Regions from separate parts of the Mus musculus genome. Here region 1 is linked to region 2. The links are chromatin contacts, called in public HiChIP or PLAC-seq maps. All regions are on one chromosome and are shown on one strand. The core of a region is the stretch at or near the end of the contact, and the rest is flanking DNA. Distances in the headings are between cores, read along the strand shown. Region 1 holds the start of Spats1 (spermatogenesis associated, serine-rich 1). Region 2 holds the start of Mrpl14 (mitochondrial ribosomal protein L14).

Region 1 (5,314 bases), core at 2,311-4,810, 210 kb after region 2:
TTTGGCGTTAACAAGCACACGGCCTTTTTACCAATGTATGACACTCCTCAGATAATGCCTGGCTCAACTTTCTTTTCCCAGCGTGCTTTGCTAAGACCCATGAGGGAAGAGGGAGAGTTTATCTGATATCTTTCTCCTCGGTGGCCCGGCCGGCTGCTTTTCTCTTATCCCCAGACACCTAATTCTTACTTCTGCCCCAGCTTCTCTCAAAAAGGGGATGGGATAGCAGGGGGTGTGGGAAAACAGAGAACACCATCTGTCTTGTGTTTTGTCTGTCTGTCTGTCCCTGTAGTCTCCCCCTCCCGCCCTGTTCTGTGACTGCCAGGGTCTCAGCTCTGCATGTGGTCCACAGCTCCTGCTTCTCTACCTCACCTGGAACCAAACTCCAGGTCACTGAACTGAGGAAAGCTGGGCCCCATAGAATAGAGGTCAGGGATGCAGGCTCAAGTCCAGTCTCTCTGTTTCTGATCAGATGGCAGGAGCTCCGTAGGAATCACTGAACAACGAGGCCAAGATCTTCCAGTCCTGGCAAACTGAGCCGAGTGGCCAAGCCCAGAGGTCTAGAGTTCTAAAGCTTTTAGAAGCCAGAGACTCACGGCTCTCGAGTTGGAGGTTTAACTTTAACATCAGCGGCTCTGACTGCAGTGGTGGCAGACCAGAGCAAGCAGCAGCAGATGGCTTGCTCCTTTTAGGGTTACAGTTCTTGTACAGGCCGCAGGTACTGGGACCCTTCCTCGTGCAGCAACCAGTGCCATGGGCATTGTTTAGGATGTTGTTATCTTAGCTCTTCATGGTGGGTTCTGTTACAGTTCTCTGGAAACTTGGCCCCTATGGCTTGGCAGCTCTCAGGAACTCTTGGGTTTTCTTTCTTGGTCTTTTGCTATAATCTCCAGTGCTGCTTGCGCCGCCATTGCAATCTTTCTGTTACTAGCTGAGTCTACTCTACTAAGGGAGTTAGGCGAGAAGACCTGGGAAGCTGGCTCAGTCTGTAAAGAGTGTGGAAGCCTGGGTTTGATCTTCAGAACCCATCTTTAAAAGCTAGGAGAAATGTACCTTTAATCCCAGCACTAGGGAGGCAGAGATAAATGGCTTCCTGGGGTCTGCTGACTAGATAGGTAAACTATTCAGTAAGAGACCCTCTATCAAAAAATAGGGCAGAGAGTGATTGAAGAAAATGTTTGCCTTTGACCACCGTCTCCACATGTATGCACACACACACACATGCACACATGCATACACACACATATGCACGCGCACACACAGAGTATGAAAAGATCATTTTCTATTGGCCCTACCAACCACTCCAATCCCAAGACGGTGCACAGAAGCATGTCTCGTACCTACTATGCTATACAAAGGGAGCTTTGTGAACTCTGCTTATATAGCCAGGGGTGCCTGCACCAATCACAGCAGACTCTCATGCAAATGAAGGACTATGTTTGCTCTAGTGGCAGGCTTTCTGCTGGGCTGCCAGGAAAGTGTTCCTCTTCCGATCAGGGGCAAGATCATTTAGAGTTCCCTAGAGCTTTTGAAGACAATGAGTGCCATGCAAGCGGCTGGAAGCAGTCATAGGTGGGGTTGCGCCTCCAAGAGCCAGAGAGCTGCGGTTGTTGGGTTGGTGTGTAACTTCCTCAGAGCGTTCCAGTGCCTGCCACCAGCATAAGGGCAGTCCCCTGGCTGTTTGGATGCCAGTCCTATCAGGGCACTCAGGGTGCCTGGGAAAGATGTAACACCTGTCAACTGGGGAGTCAAGCCACTTAATCTCAGCACTCAGGACACAGAGGCAGGGACAGGCAAATCTGTGAGGTTGAGGCCAGTGTGGTCTACATAGAGAGTTCCAGGCTAGCTGCAGCTACACAGAGAGACCCTGACTCAATAAAATAAAAGTCAAGCCACTCTGGCCCCAATGTCTTAGCTTTTTATAAAGGAAAAAAAATCACATTAAAAGGGATGCTTACAACAGGATTTATCACTATATAAAGGCACTTCAGCTGCAATTAACAGCACTTTAACAATGCTTTGCTCCTGCCCCAGAGAGAGATGGTGTCTTCTAATCTGTCAGTGCCTTTAACCTGTTGCAGTCCCTGATAGGAATACTACTATTTTACAATTAAAATTAATCCTGTGAAACTGACAATATTCAGCTGTTTGATCCCACCAGTGGCCATTCTGACATTACCACCTTCTCATTTTCTTTCTTCCTGAGACAGTTTCTGTGTATAGTTCTGGCTGTCCTAGAACTCGCTCTGTAGATCAGGCTGGCCTTAAACTCACAGAGACCCACCTGCCTTTGCCTCCAGAGTGCTGGGATTAAAAGTGTGTGCCACCACTGTCCAGCTCTGGCTTCTTTTTTATAACCCCAGTGGCCGTCTCCTATTGGATGACTCCTCAGTTAGGGCGTGGCCTGGAGAGGATCTACTCCGTCTAAGCAATATTTGGCTAGCTCAGTTTCAAGATTTCTATACTCCTTCTGTTGTTTCTTTTGCAATCAATGCAATTACTAACAACAGAACCACTCTGTGGAGAGGGTTCAGTGGGTAACGTGCTTTCTGCACAAGCCGAGGACCTGAGTTCAAACCCCAGGACCTACTAAAAGCCATATGGCACATCTATAAGCTGGTGGGACAGAGATAGGTAGTTCCCTGGGACTCCTTGCTGTAACAGTGAACTCCGGGTTCAGCAAGAACCTTATTTCAAAAATGTAAGGCAGAGAGCAACGGAGGAAGACACCTGACATATACAAATGCATGGGCAAGTGAGTCCCTGATACATGTGCACGCACATGCATACAGCACACAAGTAAATATGAATAATTATATTAATTACTCTCTCTCTTTTCCTCCTCCTCCTCCTCCTTCTTTTTTTGTTTTTTTTTTTTTTTTTGAGACAGGGTTTCTCTGTGTAGCCCTGGCTGTCCTGGAACTCACTCTGTAGACCAGGCTGGCCTCAAACTCAGAAATCTGCCTGCCTCAGCCAGCCTCCCAAGTGCTGGGATTAAAGGCGTGTGCCACCACTGCCCAGCCCCCAAACCAGGTCTCAATATAAATTTAGAGACTAAGCTTGGGATGGGGGGCGTTTCTATGTGAGATTTATTAGGGAAAGGGTTAGAAAGATAAATTTCAGTCTATACCATGGAGAGAAAGATAGCTTTGTAAGGGTGGAACTTGGGAGTGAATCTGTTTTCTGGATGACCTTGAACGAGCCTTTGTTCAAAGTCAGTTTTCTATTTTGAAAAACGCAGCTGGCTGCTGAGGCAAGACAGCATCCAGCAGGGCGCCTGGCCCAGAAAAAGGAGCGGTAAGTGGTGGGTGAATCCTGTCTAATCAGGATGCCAATTCTACACCGACATCTGCAAGCTCTGTAGAGGGTGCACCGCACACGGCCACCCGAGGTGACAGAAGTAGCAATGACAGTTGTTGGAAAAGAGCCGCAAACTAAAACAAAATCCTGAGGTTCTGCAGCTCTGAGGTCTGAGACCTCCATCCTCAACCCAGGCCGGAGCGCCGGGTGCAGGAAGATAGGTGCGTCAAGAGTAGCGCGCCAGCTCGCGGGAAGTGGCGCGTTGTCCTGGCAACCCTGGACCGAGCCTTGCAGGCGGTGGTAGACGCCCTTGCTTTCGCTTTGCATCCTGGTATTTGGCAGTTCCGCTGCCAGTTGGTGCGTTGATCTGGGCCACATCCTCCATGGAGTCTTCCAAGGGTAGATGAAGGGCTTCCCCCAGGGAAGTAGGGTGGGACTCAGAGGTGGAAAGGAGACCCAAGGACGGGGCGGGGCGAGTACTTTCGGGAGCCCTGAGTCAGGAGGAGGAGGAGTGGGCAGGACATTCAAACCCGTGAACACCGCTAGGAGGTCCAGTGAGATTTAGGTTTTTCCCTTGCGCTGCCTCTTGAATTTCAATGACTTATGGGGTCTGTTGGTTTTGAATGATAGCCTTTCTAACAAGCACCTTTTGGGTCCGATTGCTTTTCACTGTGTGAACTGGTGAGCCCATGAATACTGGATATGGCAATCCCGTCCGCCAACTTCCCTCTGTCTCAAGAGCGGCCTGTACTAGAGAGCGGCAGAAGGTTCCAGAGAAAAGCGACTTGGGCATGACTAAGGTGGAAAAGAAATACAATTGAGTTCTGGGAAATCAAAAGGTTGGATGGGTGTATAAGCTTATGGAGAGAAAAGGTTTATTGGACTCATAGCTTTATAGGTTTTTTTTTTTTTTTTTTTTTTAAAGACTAAGCACTGCTACCTCATATGTAGCCCAGAGTAGCCCGGAATTCTCCATCTTTTGCTTCACAGGCCCCCGACATTCCAGGTGTGGCTCATGGTCAAGGTCCTGTTGCTTTGGCCCTCTGGTGGCATATCATAGTGGCAATCATCAAAGCGTCTCCCTCTTAGTCAAGAAATAATGACGAGTAAAAGGGATGGCTGTGGTCCCACTCTTTCACTCAGAGGCACCCCAACGACCCAAGACTTCTTATTTTTTTAAAGTTGTCTTTATTTTATTTATGTATGTTTTGCCTGCCTGTTTGTATGTATGTATACTGAGTTTGCGTCTGGTGCCTGCAGAAGGTAGAAGAGGGCGTTGGATACCCGGGAACTGGAGTTATGGATGGCTGTGAACCACCACGTGGTGCTGGGGATAGAAGTCCCGCCCCCCCCTGCAAGAGCATCAAGGGTTCTAACTCTCTCCACCTCCATGCCCTCTGACTTTTAAAACAGTCCCATCATCCCAACAGTATGACAGACTGGGAGCTAAATCTTTAAAACATGGGTTTTTGGAGAGCATTGCAGATCCAAGCTAAGGCAGATAGTTAGGGGCTACACACAATGAGCTCATGTCTACATTTGAGATCTGATCAGTCAGAGACTTCCATCAAAAAGAGGAGCTAAGCTGGCGCTTGCACACGTGCAGTGCTTGTGCAGGACAGGCAGGCACGAGGATCGCAGTGTTCAAGGTCATTCTCATGGTATACAGCAACTTTGAGGCCAGTCTCGCCTGCGTGAGACCCTGTCCCAACAACAAGACAAGGCAGAGATCTGACTGTGTGGTTGCCTGGAGCTTCTAACAGCAGGGAAGTATATTGTAAACGAGTAAAGGGAGCCAGGGGTTTGAGCTGCCTCGTGCTTTGTTTAATAAGCACAGAGTCTGGGCTTTGCCCTAGGGTCTGTCCATATCCATGTTTTTGCTTGCTCAGATATTAGTAGAAATGCGGCATTACTTATGAGATTGGGGCACTTCAGGTGGAACTGAGCACTCCAAGGCAGGTTTGTGCAGGCCCATGCTCTTACTCCATAACTGGCTCTTAAGGAAGAGGAGAAA
Region 2 (5,097 bases), core at 1,860-4,359:
CCTTTACCAACATGAAGATCAGTTTCTACCTCAGCTGCCACTGAACTTTTCTCAACTTGGTGTACAGTTGTTTTTATCTTATGTTTAACTTAACGACGGCAGTGGCAAGGATCCAGGAATAAGATGTCAGGTAGGCTGAGGAATGCAGGACAGCAAGGTCAGAACCGAAGAGGAAATGCTACTGGCAGGACTCATCGCTCAGGGCCAGCCTCTCCTCTATGAGAAGTCTGTGACCTTTAAATCACTTCTCCAGGTCTCAGCGAATCGTGGACAAACAGGGGTCATCGGGAAGAGTAAAGCCACTTTGTTACCAAAGTGCTTTAGCTTCGTTTAGGGGAGAGACCACTCGGGTCGGTCGGGGAATCCTCTGGTTTGCAGAGTAAAACAGCTGGTTTCCCGTGCTCAGGCAGGAAGAGTGGTCTCACTCCTCCATCGCAAGGCTCGCCCTCCTCCCTAGAAAATCACACAATCCTCCAAGTCTTCTCTCAGCTTAGAAGAGACACAGGAAAGTGTTTCCTGACCTTCTGAGGACATACACCATTTTAAAGAGTGTTTTGATGGGGAACTCCTTCCCTATTTCCCGACTGACACCTCCTCTGGGCCCGCACATTTTGTGACCCAGAACAACACTGTGAGCCCTGAATCACAGTCCTTTCTTGAACACTGACTATAATTGTCAGCATACCTATAAAATTATACCAGATAAACTGAAGTAGGGTGGGGTGGTGCACACATTTAATCCCAGCACTTTGGAGGCAGAAGCAGAAGGACCTTGGGTCTCACATGAACAGACAAACCTAAAAATACAGACTTCTTGAGGCCTTCCCAAGCTCCCATAGAACCAAGTAATATAAACAGTGGGAAAATACATTTGGGCGACTACATGAGACAGTGGACATCACTGTCCACAACAGAGGAGCAGATCAAGACAATCTTTAAAGGACTTTTGCGTTAATCCCAGCACTTGGGAGGCAGAGGCAGGTGAATCTCTGAGTTTGAGGCCAATTTGGTTTACAGAGTGAGTTCCAGCACAGCCAGGGGTACACAGAGAAACCCTGTCTCAGAAAACAAAAAACAAACAAACAAACAAAACACAACACATAGAAAAATCAAATAAATAAATAAATGTAGTTTTTAAGTGAAAAAGGATCTTCTATATAATTTTTAAATATAAAACAGGTTATCCATTTTACCCATAGGGCTTCTTGGATGTGTCTTTCCTGTGGAACTTTGTACATAATTTTATTAATTTAGGTGTGTATTGATAGAAAACTAGCATGAACCACACTCCTGGAACAATAAAATTCACTTTGAGGCCAAACAGCACATCAGCACTGATAATAGAAGATGGGGGGCCTGGTAAGCTGATTTGGGGGCTTCTGGAGATCACTGGAAGATGTTTCTGGAATTCTACTATTCTAAAAAAAATAATAAAGTGGGAGTCTGAGCCTCTGAGCTCCTGAACCCGTTTCTCAAGTAGCACGCTGTTATAGGATATATGCCGCAGTTAGATGTCCAGAATCCTGGATGATGCAAAAGTCCTTAATCTTGGTTTTGGAGGGCTTTGTGCCACCACAGGTGTGCCACCATTACCACCAGCCCCATCAAAACCTGTTTCCTCAATACAGCTTCTCAGTGACAGCCCCAGGCAGTCTACAGCGGCAGACGCAGCTCCATCTTCTTTCCCTTACCACCACCAAAATCCTCAAAGTTGGGGAATTTGTATGTTTGGTTTGATTTGTTGAGACTTGGTGTCAGGCAATCTCAAGCTGGCCTTACACACCCAAAGCAGCTAAGGATGGCCTTGACATCCTTAACGGCTACCTACATCTAGGATTACGGGCAAACCCCACTGATGGCCAATTCCAATGTGCTCATTACTAGTACTATCAACTGCATCTTCAGAGGATTTAACTGACTAAAAACTCAAGCTAAGGAAAGCGAGAGGTATACAAGAGATCAATACTTTCCCAAACTTTTCTACAACACACAGAAACAGTAGAAGACACCTAATACACCCCCATGCCCTTGTGTCCCAAGACAGAATACCTACTGTAGGCGCAACACACACACACACACACACACACACACACACACACACACGATGGCCATGATCTACTAAACTGATTTCCAAGCCACTCATGGGAGTGTCTGAAAGACACTTCAACAGACCAAATCTTAGAGCTGCAAACCCCCAGCTACAAAACGAGCAGCTGAATAGCCACATACAGCAAACACAGTGACCAGGATGGTAGTGTCCAGTCGTGATGCAAGACCCTCCCTGGGTGCCACCATTTCCCAAGTAATCCAAGGTGATCCCGTCTCGCCTCTTGTGACCGCTACACAGTTCCTCATCTAAGTCTCAGCGTGTAAAGCTCACTTACTGCGTACAGCGGGAAGCAGTATTTCTTCTGTCCCCTTTAAGACCTCGAAATTTAACAGGTGGTATCTGTCGTGTCTTTGTATTCGAGATGTGTGGTGACATACAGAAAAGGGGCGTTCCACCTCTCCAACTCTCAAGTCTTAACCCCACCCCCCCACTAGGAGAGGTCTTTGGTGAACTGAGAATACAGGGAATCCCCGGTGCAAAAGGAGTCATTCAGCCTGACAGAAGCAAAAGCAAAGACTCCCTCTTTACACCACAGAAGTTTCTAGCAAACTCATCTCCAGGCCCAGCAAGAGAGAGAAGCAGATAAAACTGCGGGAGACGCGTCAAAGCAACCGGCCTAGCCACTTAACCCAGGCAAGATCTCAGCCCCCATTCCCCGAGGCTCTACATCCCGAACTGGATAAGCAGGTGGGCGCATCGGGGGCGCGTGGGAGGCGCGGACCCCGAAGCCTTTGGCAAAAAGGCAGCGAGAGGGTCCAGATCTGAGGCCTCGCGAAGAGTGAGCACCCTTCTCACTTGACACTGGGTTTCCAGTAAGGCCTGTCCTCACCCCTCCCCGACAGCGCCTCCCTTATTGCAGAGAAGAAACCGGGAAAAGCAGCGCGAGGGGTGCGAGGTGTTCCCCTGAGCCCCCACCGTACCGCGTTAACAGCCTGGGAATCTCCCGCCACGGACCCCCGCTTGGCAAGGCCCCGCCCCGCACGCTGCGCCTGCGCGCCAGGGGTTCTCCGTGAGTGCGCGCGCACTTTCTACGTGTGCGGCGTGGGGGCGGGTCCTGCGGGAGCCCCTCCCCGGCCCTCCCTCCCTCCTTCTGCTCCCCCTCCCCCACGCGCTGCCGCGGCCGCCGCAGGAGCCCAGAGCTCTAGCCGCCCGGCGACTCCCCCTCCCCCTCCCCAGCCCCGCCCCGCCCGGAGCCGGGGCTCCCGAGTCGGAGCCGAGTCTGCGCCTAGGGGTGAGTACGCGGACCCCTCCCCAGCACCCCTTACTTGGCTCATAGGATCTCACCACCACCCCAAGGAAGGAAAAAAAAAGCACCCGGACTCAGCTGCGCGTCCCCTCCCTTCCACCTCCTGCGGGACCCAGAGGTGCCCGGGCCCCACGGGACCCAACGGAGGCACGCTTTGTCCCCAAACCCGCACCGTCCCTGCCAGATGTGAGTCCTCCCACCCCTGTCGGGGCTCCAGATGTGCGCCGTCCTCTACCCCCGCCCCTCAGGAATATTCCAAGGCGTGGGACCCCTGCGTCCCGGCCCTCGAGTGCCACTCTAGTTCCACCTGCTCCGTCCAGGTGTGCGGCCCCTGCGCGGCCCTCCTCCGGTCCCAGCTGCTCCCCAGCCGCCGGCGCCGCTGAAGGGAACCACCCGCCTCCGCCCCCGAGTTTTGCATTCTAGGGTCGCCAAGTCCAATGCCCTCGGTCTCTCTCTTTTTTTTTTTTTTTAATTCTTTTTCTTGTTGCTGGGGACGAAGCCGGCCTCAAGCAAGGGGTTCATGCTTGGGCAAAGGGCAGGGCTCGAGGTGTTAGCACCAGACGAGTAGCTGCCCCAACCCTGGTGGGGACTGATCTGCGGGCTGGAGAGGGCGGCCGGCCCGGGGAGCATGTCCTCTCCTGCGCCCCACACAGAGCAGTTCATTCATGAGCCGCCCGGGCCTGCGTTGGAGGGTGCGGTGGGGAGAAGATTCAGACGCGAATCCGGAGTAGGCAAAGGCCCTATTGAGGGGGAGGGGGCGCGCTTTGTCCCTCCCGGCCGTCTTGACCGCCTGGTGCGGACTGTCCCAAAGCTTGTCGTTGTGTTGCTCAGAAAAAGCAAGGATGCCCGGGAAGTGGGGAAGAGAGGTCAGAGGGGCTGGCTGCCCTTGGAGCTTTGTGCTGCCACCCGCCTTGGTCCCCTGATCGGAAGTCTGGCGGCCGGTTGCTCAGAGGGGCTTGGGGCTCTGCTCTCTACCGAGTACCACTCCCTGACCCTGAACCTCCTCCCGGTCTGCAGTAGTCGGGTGAATGAGATTGTACCCAACGCCTCCTGAAGAGGGGACCACAGCCCTCTGCCTTCCAGATATAAGAGAGAAGGGGAAGGGGAGTGGCTGCCAGGCTCAGGTGGTGGGTATGCTGCCAGCACCTTTGTCCTCCCGGGTACCAGAGGGTCTACGTCCTGGCATGTACCAGGTAGCACATGCTGGGGCCTGCTGTTGAAGTCTTGGCCAGGGAGTGAGCGAGTAGGTGGGTGGGGATGTTTTGAGGCAGAAGATGGGTGATAAGTCGCGAAGAACCCCTTTTTGGCATCGGTACAAATTCCTTCCAAGTACAGCAGAGTAACAGAAAACCCGGTTCAAATCCCAGCTCCGCTGTTCTTTGAGCTGTGCGACCTTGGCAAGTTACTTAACCTATCTGAACCTCCGTGTCTATCTAAAAGTGTGATTAGTTACTACCACCTCCTTCCGAGGCGCATCTTTGGGATCCAATAGTTTAATGCAGGTAAATAGCCTGGCACTCTGCCTGACAGTTGATCGATTATAATGGGTTCACATCTCTGAACTTCCTGACCTATCAGTTTCCTCTGGAGTCCCACCCCACCTACTGCAGGTGGATGGGGGTATATTCTGGGACTTGGTGACAGAGTCCCTAATATTGAGGGAGCTCCCCCTCCTCCTCCACTGAGGGGTTCTATTCCTTTCATGCTTTATTTTGGTCTTAGCCAGCCTTCCTCCACTAAA

Evidence for each region. HiChIP or PLAC-seq counts read pairs in DNA pulled down with a chosen protein or histone mark.
Region 1: an H3K4me3 HiChIP or PLAC-seq map of embryonic stem cells shows a contact between it and region 2, with 7 times the contacts expected there. The contact joins the promoter of Spats1 here to the promoter of Mrpl14 in region 2. A contact is called at or near these places in 3 of 39 promoter capture datasets (the 3T3-L1 cell line, cranial neural crest and embryonic stem cells), 1 of 15 datasets of contacts at CTCF or cohesin (large pre-B cells), 1 of 484 Hi-C or Micro-C datasets (embryonic stem cells), 12 of 115 datasets of contacts at active chromatin or transcription factors (the SCID.adh cell line, T-cell acute lymphoblastic leukemia, embryonic stem cells and 4 more) and 2 of 9 other capture datasets (adipose tissue and liver).

Annotation. Positions count from the first base shown.
Region 1 is chr17:45,473,184-45,478,497 of GRCm38.p6, reverse strand. Spats1 (spermatogenesis associated, serine-rich 1) reads left to right here and starts at 3,560. Exons shown (of 8, transcript NM_027649.3): 1 at 3,560-3,699. The coding sequence starts at 3,684.
Region 2 is chr17:45,684,361-45,689,457 of GRCm38.p6, reverse strand. It overlaps Mrpl14 (mitochondrial ribosomal protein L14), which reads right to left and starts at 3,109. Exons shown (of 3, transcript NM_026732.3): 1 at 3,031-3,109. Tmem63b (transmembrane protein 63b) reads left to right here and starts at 3,240. Exons shown (of 24, transcript NM_198167.3): 1 at 3,240-3,341.